Regions from separate parts of the Pan troglodytes genome. Here region 2 is linked to region 1. A link is a contact called in public Hi-C data. All regions are on one chromosome and are shown on one strand. The core of a region is the stretch at or near the end of the contact, and the rest is flanking DNA. Distances in the headings are between cores, read along the strand shown. Region 1 has its middle 36 kb from the start of PTP4A2. Region 2 holds the start of SPOCD1 (SPOC domain containing 1).

What was found. Hi-C and Micro-C count contacts between places; a contact is called where the count stands out from the background.
Region 2: a Hi-C map of induced pluripotent stem cells shows a contact between it and region 1, with 2.9 times the contacts expected there. The contact joins the promoter of SPOCD1 here to the enhancer-like site in region 1. A contact is called at or near these places in 2 of 7 Hi-C or Micro-C datasets (both in induced pluripotent stem cells) and 1 of 1 other capture datasets (stem cell-derived neural stem cells).

Annotation. Positions count from the first base shown.
Region 1 is chr1:199,017,890-199,022,804 of NHGRI_mPanTro3-v2.0_pri, reverse strand. No RefSeq gene overlaps it. Among named protein-coding and RNA genes, the nearest start is that of PTP4A2, 36 kb to the left of the region's middle. Within about 2 kb of position 2,759, at least 12 of the 24 cell types and tissues checked have an H3K27ac peak or open chromatin away from gene starts, as enhancers often do. A contact at or near this core is called in induced pluripotent stem cells and stem cell-derived neural stem cells, where this site is marked.
Region 2 is chr1:199,158,552-199,163,466 of NHGRI_mPanTro3-v2.0_pri, reverse strand. SPOCD1 (SPOC domain containing 1) reads right to left here and starts at 2,296. Exons shown (of 16, transcript XM_063803714.1): 1 at 2,225-2,296; 2 at 215-1,636. The coding sequence starts at 1,597.

The DNA.
Region 1 (4,915 bases), core at 1,510-4,009:
AATGATAGCTGCTTTTTTTTGTGTGTGTGTGTGACAGAGTCTTACTCTGTCACCCAGGCTGGAGTGCAGTGGCATGATCTCGGCTCACTGCAACCTCCACTTCCCAGTTTCAAGTGATTCTCCAGTCTCAGCATCCTCAGTAGCTGGGACTATAGGCGTGCGCCACCGTGTCCGGCTAATTTTTGTATTTTTAGTAGAGACGGGGTTTCATCATGTTGGCCAGGCTGGTCTTGAACTCCTGACCTCAGGGGATCTCCCCACCTCAGCCTCCCAAAGTGCTGGGATTACAGGCGTAAGCCACTGCGCCTGGCCGGTAGCTGCTTTTTTGTTTGTTTGCTTTTGAGATGGAGTTTTTGGAGTTTCACTCTTGTTGCCCAAGTTGGAGTACAATGGCATGACCATTGTACTCACTGCAACCTCTGCCTCCCAGGTTCAAGTGATTCTCCTGCCTCAGCCTCCCTAGCAGCTGGGATTACAGGCACCCACTATAATGCCTGGCTAATTTTTTGTATTTTTAGTAGAGACGGGGTTTCACTATGTTGGCCAGGCTGGGCTCGAACTCCTGACCTCAGGTGATCCACCCGCCTAAGCCTCCCAAAGTGCTGGGATTACAGGTGTGAGCCACTGCGCCCGGTCTTTTGCAAGCTCTGCCTTCCGGGTTCAAGCAATTCTCATGCTTCAGCCTCCCGAGTAGCTGGGACTACAGGCATGTGCCACCACGCCCAGCTAATTTTTTGTATTTTTAGTAGAATTGGGGTTTCACCATGTTGGCCAGGCTGATCTCAAACTCCTGACCTCAGGTGATCCACTCACCTCAACCTCCTAAAGTGCTGGGATTACAGGCATGAGCCACCACGCCCGGCCCCTATGGTAGTTGCTTTTAAGTATAGAAATGGAATTCCTGATCGAGAGCCTCATAGTCAGATATTATTATTGTTATTATTATTTTTAAAAATTTCTCTCTTTTTTTCTTTCCAGGCTGGTGTCAAACTCCTGGCCTCAAGCCATCCTCCCACCTCTGCCTCCCTAAGTGCTGGAATTACAGATGTTAGCCACTGTACCCGACCTATTGTTAATAGTGTTACATGTATAGAGAACCTGGCACTTAGTTGACACGCCAAAAACTTTACTTCCCAGCCTTTTCAGACCCTTTCCTCAGGCCACCCCACCTTTGCCTTCTCTTCAGCTTTCAAATGTGTTGGCTACTTCCCTTCCAGGCCAAGGAGGTGCTGCTGGAGGTCTGTGTTCCTTCCATAGCATCCCCCTTTTCCCCTCAGCCAAATGAAGGGGAGAGGGCTTGGGCCTGACCCAGTGGCCTGCCCACGTGGCTCCCCTGGAGACCGAGGTAGGGGAAAAGGCAGAGAGTGCGTCAGTCCTGATGCAATCACAGGCTTAGTGCTTGGCTCACTTCCTCCTCTTTGGGTGTTTACGGGAGCCTGGATTCCACAGGAACCCTTGGAAGTGTGCACTGACAACAGAGTAGGGGGCAGACAGCATACAAAATTATCCCTGCTTCAGGGACAGTTCAGGAAGAAAGTGATACTGTGCCTGCCTGGGCCTCACATGCCTTGAGCTCAGGGACACGGGAAAGAGATACCAGGTGTCAAATCAGGGGCAGGGGAGGCAAGCAGGGAGGAAGGAGCCAGGACAGGGGACAAACCACTAGCTGCTGCCAGGGCCAGCTTCCAGACACAGCTCAGGGAGGCTGTGAATAGGCCCTTTATCTAAGCTGAAGTGGGGGAAAGGAATCACAGAAGGGGGTCTCAGGTGATAAGGAGCCTCAGAACAAGCTCAGGGGATCTTGTCCCTTCCTTCTCAGCAGAAATCCTAGCAGGGGAGAAGCTTCTTTTTAAGGATTTTGTTTTCCAGCCATTTGCCCAGGATCTTCATTTGGGAGGCCCCTCCTCAATCCCACAGGCCTTGCTGGGTCACCTAGAGAGGTCCTAAGAGGTGCGGTGTTGCACAGTGGTTAAGGACATGGGCTTTTGGCAGTCAAGTCTCAGCTCTTCCAGTGACTGGCTGGATACCCCAGGCAAGTCATTTCACCTAACTCTCAACTCCCTATGTCAAACAAGGATAATAACAAGTAGTCAACCCCAGAGATAAAGCCGGGAGGCCCATAGAACATTGCCTGGCAATGGTAAAAGCACTCAATAACTGTTAGATATTGTTATTTTTATTAAGAATAAAGGAGCCGGGCATGGTGGCTCATGCCTGTAATCCCAGCACTTTGGGAGGCCGAGGTGGGCAGATCGCCTGAGGTCAGGAGTTCGAGACCAGCCTGATCAACATGGAGAAACCCTGTCTCTACTAAAAATACAAAATTAGCCAGGTATGGTGGCACATGCCTGTAATCCCAGCTATTTAGGAGGCTGAGGCAGGAGAATCGCTTGAACCCGGGAGGCAGCGATTGCCGTGAGCCGAGATCGCACCATTGTACTCCAGCCTGGGCAACAAGAGCGAAACTCCATCTCATAAATAAATAAATAAATAAATAAAGGCTTGGAGAGCCGTTTTTTTTTTTTCTCTCTCTCTCTGAAGCTGGGGCCCAATTGTCCTTCTTCCTTCAATATCTAATGACTGTTTCCCAGCTATCAGAAAGGAATCCAACTTCCCCTCCCCCAGAGCTGTGAAACTGAGTAGCAAAGCTTGCTCAAGCTCCTGAGTCATTCAGCAAAACCAGCCCAAGATAATCAGTGGATCAAGGAAACTAGATGCAGAGTGGGGAAAACCCAGCCGCAAAGCTGGGGCCTTCTCGCAGGGCAGTTCCCTCTGCTGGCCCCTCTGGTGAGCTTTCACTTCAGGTTCACAAACAAGACAGCATCTTCCCAGGCCCTCCTGAACCCAGAATAAGGCCTTAGCTACTCCTGGGTCTCTCAACAGCAGCCAGGCCTTTCTCTGGAATCTTGTTTGACACAAACTTTTTGCCTTTGGACAAACTCTCTCCTTCCCTCCGTATCCCAGGCCTCAGGAGAGTCGAAACCCTGACTCCCATTCTCACTGTCCACTCATTTCTCAGTCCCTGTCATTTGACTTCTGCCCGGCCACTGAACTGTCTGTCATCACACTCAGTGATGATCTTTTCATCACCAAATCCAAAGACTTTTTCCAGGCCTTTCCTACTTGCCTCCTCTAAACAGTCAGCGCTGTTGACCACTTTCTTTCTTTCTTTTTTATTTTTTTTCTGAGACGGAGTTTCACTCTCGTTGTCCAGGCTGGAGTGTAATGGCGTGATCTCGGCTCACTGCAACATCCGCCTCCCAGGTTCAAGTGATTCTCCTGCCTCAGCCTCCTGAGTAGCTGGGATTACAGGCGCATGTGCCACCACACCCGGCTAATTTTTGTATTTTTAGTAGAGACGGGGTTTCACCATGCTGGACAGGCTGGTCTCGAACTCCTGACCTCAGGTGATCCACCCACCTCAGCCTCCCAAAGTGCTGGGATTATAGGCGTGAGCCACCGTGCCCAGCCTGTTTTGTTTTTTTGAGAGGGAGTCTCACTCTGTCGCCCAGGCTGGAGTACAGTGGCGAGATCACAGCTTGCGGCAACCTCCACCTCCCGGGTTCAAGCAATTCTCCCGTCTCAGCCTCCTGGGTAGCTGAAATTACAGGCGCCCACCACCACGCCAGCTAATTTTTGTACTTTTAGTAGAGACGATGTTGCACCATGTTGACCAGGCTGGTCTCAAACTCCTGACCTCAAGTGATCCACCCACCTCGGCCTCCCAAAGTGTTGGGATTACAGGTGTGAGCCACCGTGCCTGGCTTCTTTTCTTTCATACTTATTTGTTTATTTATTTTTTTTTTTTTGAGATGTTGTTTCATTCTTGTTGCCCAGGCTGGAGTGCAATGGCGCGATCTCTGCTCACTGCAACCTCCACCTCCTGGGTTCAAGTAATTCTCCTGCCTCAGCCTCCCAAGTAGCTGGGACTACAGGCATGTGCCGCCACACCCGGCTAAGTTTGTATTTTTAGTAGAGACGGGGTTTCTCCATGTTGGTCAGGCTGGTCTCAAAGTCCTGACCTCAGATGATCTGCCCACCTCGGCCTCCCAAAGTGCTGGGATTACAGGCATGAGCCACCGCGCCCGGGCTTGTATTTAATTTTTTTAAATAGAAACGGGGTCTCCCTATGTTGCCAGGCTGGTCTCAATCTCCTGGCCTCAAGTGATCCTCCTACCTCAGCCTCCCAAAGTGCTGGGATTGCAGGCATGAGCCACCATGCCTCACCCTGACCACTTTCTTTCTTAACTCTCCTTCCTGAGCTTCTGTGAGGCCACAGACCCCTGGTTCTCCTCCTCCTTCTCTCTTCCTTGGTTGCTGGCAACATTCCAGCCCTTAAATGTCACTTCTCATAGTTCTGCTCTTAGCCCTCTTCCCTTTCTACCCCTCACGCTCCCTCCCACTTTTAAGCTGTGCCTGTGTCTTCAACCTCTACTTCTTTGCTGATGACTTCCCAGACTGTATCTCAACCACAGATCTTCCCCCCAAGAGCCACCCACCTGTCAAGCAGCTCCACTTGCACGCTGCCACATACAGCAAGCTCAACGAGGCCAAAACTGACCTCTATATCTTCCCCCAAACCTGCTCCTCCTAGGTTCCCAATCTTGATGAATGACACCACCTTTTACCCTGTTCCCCAAGCCAGAAGCTCAAATGTCACTCTTGCTTCTGCCCAGCCCAGCCCACCAATCACCATGTTCTTAACATCTTATAAATAAACCTCCCCTCTCCCCTCTGTCTCCACTGTTTCTCTTTTTCTTTCTTTTCTTTCTTTCTTTTTTTCTTTCTTTCTTTTTTTCTTTCTTTCTTTCTTCCCTTCCCTTCCCTTCTCCTTCCTTCCTTCCTTCCTTCCTTCCTTCCTTCCTTCTTTCTTTCTTTCGTCTTGCTCTGTCACCCAGGCTGGAGTGCAGTGGCA
Region 2 (4,915 bases), core at 1,047-3,546, 140 kb before region 1:
CAAAAGATAATGACCCCTCACAAGGATTCAGCGAATGTAGTTTATTTTCTCTTTCCCGGTTTGTGGGCCTCATTTTACCCAGTTTAGTTAATAGGGATGTGAGAATGTTCATGAAGCGCCCATTTAGCTTAGCTTTATTAAATTCCACTGCCAAGTATGCTATTGAGAAACATGGCCAGGCCCTTCCTATCCCAAACTCTCAGACTCAGCTCACCAGTCTGGGGCAGCCTCCTGGGCTGGGTTCCTCTGGCCTGTCCTGGTGGGAGTTGTCTGAGCTTCTGTCTGTGCCCCGGTCTTGGGCACAGGGCACTGGACCTTTCTTCAGGTTCTTAGTGCCCTTGGATCTTCTCTGCTCCATGAACGGGCCTGAGCAGGCCCTGCTGGCTTCAGTATCCAGGGAGGAGCTGAGGCCGCCCAAGGGCTCCCAGGAGCTGGCACAGGTGTCAGCGGGGGCAGCGAGTCCTTGCTCCAGCCTTCCCCTGGAAGCTGGCTGAGCCTTGGCCTCCAGCTCCTCCTGGTCCTGTGCTGGAGCCCGGCCTTCATCGCTGCCAGCCCGCACGACACACACAGCTTCTTGCTGCTCTGCAGAGGCCTGTGCTGACACCCCCAGGCACAGTGCTGCGCTCTGTGGAGGAGCCTGTGCAGCTGAACTGAGGGACTCCCCTCCACTGGGCACTGGGAACCCGACAGGGCCACAGGGGCTGCCTGGCTGGGGCCCATCCCCTGTAGCGGGCAAATATCCAAATTTCTCAGTCCCTGAGGCACATCCTGCCCCACTTTCACCTGGCTCTCCAGGCCCAGACCCAGTGTCTTTTGGAGAGGGAGGTCTGCAAGGGCCTCCCAAGGACTCCAGTTCAGCAACTTGGGGAGGGTCTCCCACAGACAGGAGGTTGTCCCCACGAGGGCTCTGATCAAGCCACAGGAAGTCACCAGCCCCTTCCTCACACTCTGAATGAGCCCCTTGCTTCCTCCATTTCTTTCTTACCCTCACAGGGACTGGGCCTGGTGAGGACGTCAGGGGCCTTCCAGGGGGCTCCTCTTTGCTGAGTGTGGGGCTTCTTCTGTCACACCCTGGAGAACTCATTCCACCGTCTCTGGCCTCCCTGGGCCTGGGGCAGCTCACCTCCTCCACCTCTGCAAGCCTCTCCCTGCAGACCAGAGCTCTCTCTGGGAGACCAGCAGACCTGCTACAAAGTTTCCTGGGGCAACTGTCATCTAAGATGTCACACAGAGAAACCTGGAGCCTCTTGGAGGTCAGAGCTCTCCCCTGAGCAGGCACCGAGGGCAGCTGCATGTGGAGCCCAGGAGCCAGCATCGAGCCCCGGCTCTGTACCACAGCTAGCAGCTCCAAGACCCCTGGCCGGACCTCAGCAGCACCTGCAGCCCAGGAGCTGCCACCTCGAAGGGCCTCCTTCCTGGGGATCTTCCTTCTGCTGCCAGCCCTGACTCCGGGCCCAGAGCTTGCTCCCGGCCCATCTGGTGACAGGCCTGGCATGGAGCTGGCTCCTTCCATGTTCTGTAAAAGCTCACAGTTGTGTTGGGGACTGAGCACAGGGTCTCCTGTGCTGGGGCCTTCAACGTCCCCCTCCTGGGACATGTCTGTCCACCTACCTGGGCCAAAAGCACAACACGGGCCCTGTGTGGAGACAGAAAGAGGAGACTTTGTCTTGGAGAGTCCGACCTGTCAGCCCGTTCAGTGGGAACTGGGAGGAGCCCCTCTTCCAGCCAGCTCTCCCAGACCCTTCCACTCCTGAGGCCTAGGGGTGAGCACTCCAGGGAGGGGAGCACCCAGCAGGAGCTGGTGTCCTGGGTGAGGGTGGAGAGGCCTGCCTCCAAACAGGGCCGAGCTACAGTGGCCTCCAGGGTCTTCTTGTCTCTGAGAGTTCACACATTCGCTTAAATGGGACCTAATAAGATACCATTTATTTATGACTTATGTGCTTATTTCATTTCATACTGGCAGCCACAGGTGAGGACACTGAGATTCTGAGATGTTAAGACACTCACCCAAGGAAGCACAGGAAGTGGAAGGGCCAGGAGTCTCTCTCCCAGTTCTCACACTGCGCAAGGAGCAGATACTGAACGGGGTTCGTGCCCATAACCCTTCTCGTCTCTCTCCCATCGGTCCCGTTCTGAAAGGCGCCCCACCCAGGTTCCCAAGCCTTACTGGGACGGTTCCCCAGCATCCAAGAAATCCGGGCCCCATCGGTCGCGTCGCTCTCACCTGGGCTTCCCTGAGTTTTCCCTCCTGGGGTTCCACCCACTAGCTGAAAAGGAGCTGGGATCACGTGATGCGGGGGAGGGAGGCCCTTGCTGAGGGATAGGGGCGGAGTCCCTGATGATGCGCAAAGGGCTGCTCCCCAGGCGTGCTGGCGTTCCTGCCCCGGCAGAGGGCGCCCTCTTCCTCCTGAGGGCTTCCTGGAGGAGGTGCCAATCCTGGCTCCCAAGCAGAGGTAGGTGGGTGCATGGGGCAGCGAGGGGCCTTGGCTGCCTGCCTGAGAGTTTAACTTGATCCTACCGCAATAGTCCCTGAGCCAGTAGGACAATGTCAGAATTACCTAGATTTTTTGCCTAATTTTATTTTATTTTATTTTTAAACTTTTATTTTAGGGTCAGAGGTCCATATGCAGGTTTTTAATATAGGTAAACTTGTGTCATGGGGGTTGTTGTACAGATTATTTCGTCACCCAGTTATCAAGCCTAGTACCTAATATTTATTTTTTCTTATCTTCTACTGCCTCCTACCCTCCACCCTCAAGCAGGCCCCAGTGTCTGTTGTTACCCTCTTTCTGTCCATGTGTTCTCATCATTTAGCTCCCACTTGTAAGTGAGAACATGCAATATTTGGTTTTTCCGTTCCTGCATCAGTTTGCTAAGGATAATGGCCTCCAGCTCCATCCACGTTCCTGCAAAGGACATGATCTCATTCTTTTTTATGGCTGCATAGTATTCCATTGTGTATATGTACCACATTTTCTTTAGCCAATCTGCCATTGATGGGCATTTAGGTTGATTCCATGTCTTTGCTATTGTGAATAGTGCTTGCCTAATTTAAAAAGAAAATCTCAAATATAATTAATGTAGATGGAAATGCAGATTCAATTCCAATAGAAGGTTAGAAATAAAAAGTTTAAAGCTATCTCTCATTTCCCAATACCCCAACTCCTGGAAACAACTGTGTTTTGTTTTTTGTTTTTTACCATGTTTGTTGTCATGTTAATTTTTTAAATTTTATAACCGTAAATAATATACTCATGCCTCTATTACTTGATTTATTAATTTTAACTGTGTCTGTTGTATCTGTTGACTTCCTGCTGTGGTGATTTTATTAACCACCCTTTCCCCCTTTCTCTTCCGCTTTTCATATATATATATATATACATATATATATATTTTTTTTTTTTGAAACAGTGTCTCGCTCTGTCGCCCACGCTGGAGTGCAGTGGCACAGTCTCGGCTCACTACAACCTCTGCCTCCCAGGGTCAAGCGATTCTCCTACCTCAGCCTCCCGAGTAGCTGGGACTACAGGCACGTGCCACCATGCCCTGCTAATTTTTGTATTTTTCGTAGAGATAGGGTTTCACCATGCTGGCCAAGCTGGTCTCAAACTCCCGACCTCGTGATCCACCCACCTCAGCCTCCCAAATTGCTGGGATTACAGGCGTTAGCCACCGTGCCTGGCCCTCTTTTTTATATTTATATTTTAAATTTTACTATTGGTTTCTATTATCACTTTGAATACTATTCTTAAATGTCTGTTTCTTCTGTATATTGTATCTCTTGACTCTTCTCTGTGTGAAATGGATAATTTCCCTTGATGTCCCCTCCCTGCTTCTGCCGTTATCCATGAACTAAGCTTTTATTTTTGCATCGCTGATGTTTATAGCATTTACATTCTATTTGGTAAAGATAATTCAGTTTACCATTGTTTACCTGTAGATTGATTCTTAACACTGAAAGCCAAATGACATTTATAATGTTATGATTATGTAAATACTTTTACTGCAGAAACAGTGGTGTTTGGCTTTTTTTTTTTTTTTTTTTTTTTTTAAGATAGGGTCTGGCTCTGTCGCTCAGGCTGAGTTGTGGTAGTGTAATCATAGCTCACTGCAGCTTTGACCTCCCAGGCTCAAGTGATATTCCCCTCTCAGCCTCCTGAGTCGCTGGTACTACAGGCATGCACCGCCATGCCCAGCTAATTTTTTTTTATTTTTGGTGGAGACGAGGTCTCACTATGTGGCCCAGACTGGTCTCGAACTCCTGAGCTCAAGCGATCCTCCCATCTTGGCCTGGGATTTCAGGCGTGAGCCACTGCACCCGGCCAGAACCAGGGATTTGATAAGTCTGATTGCGAGGGAGATGGAATTCCCTGGCACTAAACCTGTGCCAGGTGAGACTGTGAGAATCTTCCAGGCCAATGGAATACTAAACCACAGTTAGACTCAATAAATTAGATCTATATATCAACATGAATGTATCTCAATGATGTAATGTGGAATTTTAAAAACAGCATAATATGAATAACAGGGGAAACCGAGTCTGGAGTACACAGGAACTCCCTGTACTAATCTTCAGATTTTTCTGTAGATCTAAAACTATTCTAAAAAACAAGGTTTATTACAAAAAACAAACCAAGCTATTGGGTAATCCATATTGAAAACTGTCATGATCTGGCAGTCAGAGTCATAGATGAGGTAAGAGTAGAGACTGGATGTCACCAATGACCAAAATTACTGCTCTAAGGAAATAGTTTTTGTAAATGAGAAGCCCTCCCTCTAAGGAATGTCTTGGTCATGATGGCAGAAAGTTGACCAGGTTCCCTAAGACCAGTGAACCAAGCCATTCTGGTCCATTTGGATAATGGAAGTCTCCCACATTGGGCAGAGAAAACGGGAGTGGAGATGTTGTCAGTAC